Linked DNA regions of Mus musculus: region 2 is linked to region 1. Evidence: chromatin contacts called from public Hi-C data. All regions are on one chromosome and are shown on one strand. Each heading gives the region's core, a stretch centred on a gene start, on an enhancer-like site or on the middle of the called end of the contact. The rest is flanking DNA. Distances are from core to core; before and after follow the strand shown.

Evidence for each region. A called contact is a pair of places that touch in the nucleus more often than the background predicts.
Region 2: a contact with region 1 is called in a Hi-C map of uterus. The contact joins the enhancer-like site here to the promoter of Echdc3 in region 1. A contact is called at or near these places in 2 of 39 promoter capture datasets (hippocampal neurons and macrophages), 1 of 15 datasets of contacts at CTCF or cohesin (the G1E-ER4 cell line), 25 of 484 Hi-C or Micro-C datasets (B cells, the C10 cell line, the G1E-ER4 cell line and 15 more), 7 of 115 datasets of contacts at active chromatin or transcription factors (astrocytes, bone marrow-derived macrophages, embryonic stem cells and 4 more) and 2 of 9 other capture datasets (adipose tissue and liver).

Annotation. Positions count from the first base shown.
Region 1 is chr2:6,211,179-6,214,389 of GRCm38.p6, forward strand. Echdc3 (enoyl Coenzyme A hydratase domain containing 3) reads right to left here and starts at 1,816. Exons shown (of 5, transcript NM_024208.4): 1 at 1,613-1,816. The coding sequence starts at 1,782. All of the region lies in intron 1 of A230108P19Rik (RIKEN cDNA A230108P19 gene), which reads left to right.
Region 2 is chr2:6,265,925-6,269,282 of GRCm38.p6, forward strand. The region is part of intron 3 of A230108P19Rik (RIKEN cDNA A230108P19 gene); the gene reads left to right. Among named protein-coding and RNA genes, the nearest start is that of Gm13383, 4.6 kb to the left of the region's middle. Within about 2 kb of position 1,842, at least 164 of the 459 cell types and tissues checked have an H3K27ac peak or open chromatin away from gene starts, as enhancers often do. A contact at or near this core is called in B cells, the G1E-ER4 cell line, adipose tissue and 10 more, where this site is marked.

The DNA.
Region 1 (3,211 bases), core at 566-3,065:
GTAGGACGGCATTATTGCTCTGAGGCACAGTTTGAAACGGGAGACTTGAAGTGACCGAGTCACACAAGTCCCCCTGCTTACCATAGTACTGTTCTAATGCTTGGCTCAGGTAGAATATTAATACATGATTCCTATCATCTATAATCAACTGGTCTCATCACCCTTCTCTTCTGATTCCCGATTCATGTTTACTTCTGAAGGACTCAGTCTTCCATCTCTTGCCAGAATTTCTGAGCAGATATGAGCAGACTTTATTTGGTGGGGGAGGGGATGCAGCCCAGGCTAGTCTCGAACTTGCTATGTAGTCCTGGAGGGCTTTGAACTCAGGTTTGTCCTGCTTCAGCCTTCCGAGTGGTGTGATTACAAGCCTGTGCTACCACACCCAGCTTATGACTATAGTATTAGTATTAGAAGCTTCTCTTTAAAAATCATAAAGGGCCGGGCAATGGTGGCGCACGCCTTTAACCCCAGCACTTCAGAGGCAGGAGCAGGCAGATTTCTGAGTTCAAGGCTAGCCTGGTCTATAGAGAGAGTTCTAGGACAGCCAGGGCTACACAGAGAAACCCTGTCTCAAAAAAAAAAAAAAAATCAGAAAGGAAGGCTCTACATTTCAGAGCCCCCTAAGGCTCTCTTTGGGAGTGTTTCTATCTCTGTTGATGGCCAAGGAGTCCACAGGAAATGGGATTGCTCTTTAGTTACTGAGCCCCACCAATGCTTAGCCCCTGTGGTGGCCACCCATGGTTGTCTGTAGGGAGTTAGGGGACAGACAGAATATGGGCACCTTGGATGGGTATCCGCAGACCTGTGTGCTAAGCTCCTTAAAGGCTGTAGTAATAGAGAGGTCTGAGGGTGAAGGGGAGGTGTGGGGAGAGCCAAAGGCCAGAGGTTGGCTCTCCATTCTTTTGGAGGACCACATAAAAGTTTGGGTGAGGATTAAAAAGTGAAACATGATCTTCTAGGGTTAAGAAGAGCTATTTACTGGAGTAGGGGGCATATCACTTAAACAGCTCCACCTGTAGCTCTTAAACAAGGAAACGTAGCTCTTCACAGCCTTGTGCTGCCCAGGCCTGAAAAGGGTCTTCATTACATCCAGGTTGTGCACGGATTCAAACAAAACTTTAAGGCTTTTAGGTTTGTGGCACAAGGGGGCAGAGATCAGGGCATGTGCCCTGTATCCTTACTTATTGACCTCCCCCACCCTGCATTTCAGCATGCCCTTAACCCTGGAGCCTGCTGATTTTGTTTGTAAGGGCATGGATCTTTTGTGATAGGCTTTCTTGGAGGTCATGGCAACGGCTGTTGCGATAGATGTGTGCTCATGCCAGCAGAAATGTTCAGAAACGACTGGGCAACTGGGCACGGTAGCCGTGTTAGGGGGCCACCAGGAAGTTTTCACTTACAACCCTCACATGTGCCTCGTATTAGTGTGCACAGGGAAGGGACACCTGTAAACTCAGTATGCAAGGATTCCTCCACCAAAGATGTCATCTTTTCGAGATGAAATCGAAAAGAACAGTGACAAATAACTCAGGATTAGTGGCGGCAAGGCCTGTTGATCCCGAGTCCTGGCTCCCAACTCCAGGGAGAGCCCTGGCACTGCCTGCAGGCTGACCTGATTCCGTCCTGCTGTCGCGTGCTGGTGAGCCTTGGCTCTGACTCCGACCCCGCAGGTCCTGCTGACCCTGGGCTGCAGAAGCCGGCGGAGAGAGGGGCCCATGGGTTGCGCCTGAGCCAGCTGGGCCACTTCACCCCAAAGGCCCGAAGGCCTGCGACCACAGCCATTGCAGCCAAGAAAAGCAAGGTTGACTGTGCAAGCAGCCTAGGCCTCGGGTTTTTCCCTTTTAGACCTGGTCACTCAGAGCCCCGCCTTCAGGGCCCCACCCCCAAAGCCCTGCCCCGGTGTCCTTCTCCTGGAGCCACGCCCCCAAACCCGGGCTGCGAAACTAGTGGAGCGGGGCGGGTGGGGTGGAGGGGCTCGGGGCCCTGCCCTGGGTGTAGGTCACAGAATGAAACTCATTTGCCAGAGCCAGTGATTTGTTTGATTTAGTCAGGCTGTGAAGGAGTTTAAGGGAGGGGAGAACTGGGTTGGCTCGTTTCTTTGTGTAGCGACACCAGGAATGTGCCGGATGTTGTGAAATGAGTGTCATCCGGTGATGAGTGGCAGGAGCTATGTACCACATTGCTGCGCCCACGCCTCCCACAGGAAACTCTCCTATGCCTTGTGGGTGATCCTGGATCACAAGGAGTGTTTAGCCTACTATAACTTTGAATGTTTTGCATCTTCCCGTGCAGACGCGGGAGACCGGTATTTATAGCTTGGGCTTTCCACATTCGCCCAGGGGAAGCCTGGAATCCGTTTCAGGATCCCAGTGGCTAGATGAGAGGCATATCCTACAGTGAAAGGCTTTTAAGTAAATCCTTGCGGTGTGGTAATTCTTGCAAATGTGGGTATTTGTGGGAGACACAGAATAAATAATCTTAGCTCTTAAGATCTTGTTGCTTCTAGAGGGAGGTGCCATCCCAGGAGCCCGAACTCTTTCCCAATGGGTTCTGCAAGGATAACAGTATATACAAGATATACAGTATATACAATACATTCATTAAATCTCAGAAAGTAAAAAGATTTACAAGGGTGTCCTATAAGATGACCAACCTGCAAGGCATTGAAGGGGCATCAGGGATGCAGCCTCTGTGAGTCTTATGTGTGCTGCTGTGGGATTTTAATCCATGCAGCTGCCTTTGAGTCTTTTGTGCTCCTGCAAGTAGCTCCTCACCCCTACCTACAGAGGTAACCCCAGTAGACTTACCGGTTCCCTAAGCTAGCCTTGGGTAGAATCGTTTCTTTGCTCTGTGGATGTCATCCTAGAAAAAGTCACACAAGGGGCTTGTTTTTTCCTTTTGTTTTGAAACGGGGTTTCTCTATGTAGTCTTGGCTGTCCTGGAACTTGGGTAGCCTCAAACCCACAGAGATCCACTTGCCTCTGCCTCGTGAGTGCCGGGATTAAAAGCATATACCGTCACTGCCCACTGCGAAGCTGTCATCCTCAGCTTTATAACAGGACAAAACAGTGTATAAGGTGATATTTCAAAATATCATTGAAGACTCTCCCACTACCCTTCACCCCTCCATTTCCTTGACTGTTGTTCTATCTAAAAAGCTAGATTATTCTTTGTTTCTGTGAAGAAACCCAGAATCCAGAAGAATCCAGCT
Region 2 (3,358 bases), core at 592-3,091, 55 kb after region 1:
TTCCTCTCTTGAGTGGCTTCTCTTAGGTATTTGGTCACAGCTGTGAAGAAAGTACCCAGTGCGAATGCATCCAGAAGTATCGTTCCACGCAAAGGGAGTCTTTACCAGTTTAACCCAGGAAGTTCTTGTTTGTTTCCTGTGTTTTCTGGCTCTTAAGTAGTTGACCTCAGTTGCTAAGGGGTGGGGGTGGGGGTGTCTTTTGTCATTTCCCTCCCCCCAATCTCCAGCTAGTCCGCTGCTTCTGAGAACAGGGGTTTGGATGGGTGTGTTTCTGACTTCAGTGGCTGAAGACAGGGATGGTGGATGAAAGCGAGACTTTTGATGGGACCTGAATTGGTCAAGGCAGAGACGTGAAGGCCACAAAGAGGAGTGTTCTTCCTGGGATGCCCATAGTTAGAGACTCTAAGGAGGAAACAAAATATTGGGGTCAAGGCCAGCACCCAGGTCAGGGAGAACAAAGATGAGACAAGCTGGAGGCGCTGGATCCTGCAATCCAGGAAAGCCAGACAGAGGAGTCTTAGCTTGTTGTGGTAAGTCACAGCTGGGGATGCTGTGATGGAAGTTTTGTTGTGGCAGAGTCTCCTGTTCTAACCAAACCTCACTGCACAGTGGAGGCTGCTGGGTTGTGAACCTTGGTTGGCTAGTGAGGTCTGAACAGGTGTCAGTAAGGGAATACCTCAAAGAGATCTTGAAAGAATCAACAGACGTTTCTCCAACACTTCCATTAGGAAAAGCTCCAAACAGATTTATATGCGAGAGTGTGTTGTTATCTCTGTGTGTGACCTAGAAGAATCAGCAACAGAAACAAGAGAATTTTACTTGGGGTTGTTTTGCTTCTAAGAATCTCAGTGATTGATTGTAATAGATAACACACACAAACACACACAAATATGCATACATATACAAACACACACATACACACAAATACCTCACATACATACACACATATTTAAACACAAACACACATACATACACACAGGCATATAAACACACACAAGCACCATACATACGTATATACATTCAAATACACACACACAAACACCACACACATACACACACACATTTAAACACACATATACGTACCCACGCAAACACACAAACACACACAAGCACCACACACACTTCTGATTGTTACAGTGAGATTTGGGATTAAGTATTTGATCACATTTTCTTATGATAATTTCAGAGAGCCAAGACCGTAATCCCACATGACCCTCTGTAGAAGTCACCATTCATTAAATTAATGACGAAAGGAAGGTGCTGCCTGACTCAGAGCATCTGTGACTATAATCACCGCCAGCAAATTATTTTTTACATGCACATTAGTTGGATTGATATGAAAAGAAAATGTTTTATCTCTCTCCAAAGGAAATAGAAGCTTGAAATGTGGTTAATATTCGATGCCGAACATTCTCTGCAGATGTAGGGCTTGTCTAGGCTTCCTCCTGTTAACCTCTCAGCTGGAAAAACAAAAAGGCAGAAGATGCAGCATGAAGAAAAATCTCCCGGGGAAGCAGTACCCTGCTGATACCCAATCTTCTTGGATTCCCACCTTTCTTCCTGTCCCCAGACGCGTGCTTTGTTTTTGGTTTATTTGTTTTCCAGTCTGACCTGGCTTTACCTTCGATGTCTGTCACTTCTCAGGTCCAGGGTGATGGTAGAGTCTCACCGCCCTTGTCACTCACAGAGTCTCTCACAGGGGACTCGTTAAAACGCCAGTTCAGTAATCTGTTCTAAAACCACAGATGCCAACGGCACAGGGAAGTTAAGCTGTGTAGAAATGAACTGGCCTGTGTCTGCTGCATAGCAAACCCCACCTCCACACTGGACAGAGGCCAACACAGACCTGACGTTGAGTCACTGCTGTAGTGTGGATGATCATATGCCAGTGAGACTCTGTTCACTTAGGGAAGTGTGTCACTTTTCAAAGGCATTTACATACGCAGTAGTCCAGTGATTCCAGCGTCGGCTTGTGCACTCTTCATTCAGAGGCTGTGGGTATAGGGCTGAAATGTCATGCCTGTTTGGAACAGAGCTGGACCTCCCAGGTAACAGAGATGCGACCCAAGAGACAGGAGCCCATTTCAGAAGTGGAGACCAGGAGGGACAGCACTTTCATCCAGTTTCTCGGGGGAGAAGTCATACCTTCCCAGCATGTAGCTCCCCAGCCAGTCCCATCTGTAGCACATATCCGGCTAAGGAAGACAGATGTCATGTTCCTATCTTTTCCACTCTCCTCAGATTAGTTTTCATTGCACAAGAGAGACATGAATGTATCCTCATCGTGAAAGTAATTCTATGGGTGTAGAAAAATATTAATTCCTACTGTATTATTAAGAGATGGGCCTCTAAGGGATTCAGTCATGAGAGCATGAGAGCGGGTTCCTGGTGGGTTACTTTAGGGACCTCCTGAGAGGACATGAGGGCCTTTTATAAAAGGACTCATGTCTTTTTCCATCTCCCCAACGATGAGGACCTGGGCTTTGTCACCTTTGAAAGATACAGAGTTGAAAGTACTACCTTTGAAAGCCAAGACCATGGTTCTTACCAGACACCATAGTCCCTGGCATCATCATCTTGAACTCCCCAGCTTGAGAGAAACATGCTGTGAGAAATACAGTCCCACTGTTTATGAATTCTTACCCTGTGAGTTTTTGCAGATAGGAGTGAGACAATTCTGGCAGCCGCCAAGTTGCTACCATCCTCTCCAGGTAACTCCGTGGTTGTACGGCAGCAGCTCTGAATCTGTGTAGGTTTTGTCGGGTGTGTCTGCATGGTCACATTTATTCTCATCCAGCCACATGTCACACCAACAGCAACACTTTCCTGGGCATCCTGCAGCTCCCAATGAATGTGTCTTAGCAGCCTCCCCACAAACCATCCGTGTCGTCTTCCACACAAATCCTCATGTTGCTCCCCCTTACTAGACTGTTTTTGAGATTTGTCAGAACTTTATCATTATTCTTTTTAAAGATTTTAAAGATGTATTTATTTTCATTTTATGTCTATCAGTGTCTTGCCTGCATGGATGTCTGTGTACTACGTGCATGTCTGGTATCCACAGAGGCCACAGATGTTGCAGATTTGGTTTATTGCTTACGTTATGTTAACTGGGTCCCCTAAGTACACGGGAATTCACACATCTACGTGTAAGACGCCGCAGGGCCCTGCCCCTAGTTGGGTCTAATTGGTAAATAAAGTTGCCAGCAAATGGCTGGGCAGAGAGACAGAGGTGGGACTTAAGTCTCCCAAGCGAGAGAATCAAGAGAAGAGGAAGGCTTTAGAATCGTCATGTGCGGGAAGCAGAGAGCTCAAGCTTGAGCGGTGGAGAGGTAAGAGCACAGCCCCCCTCCCCAAC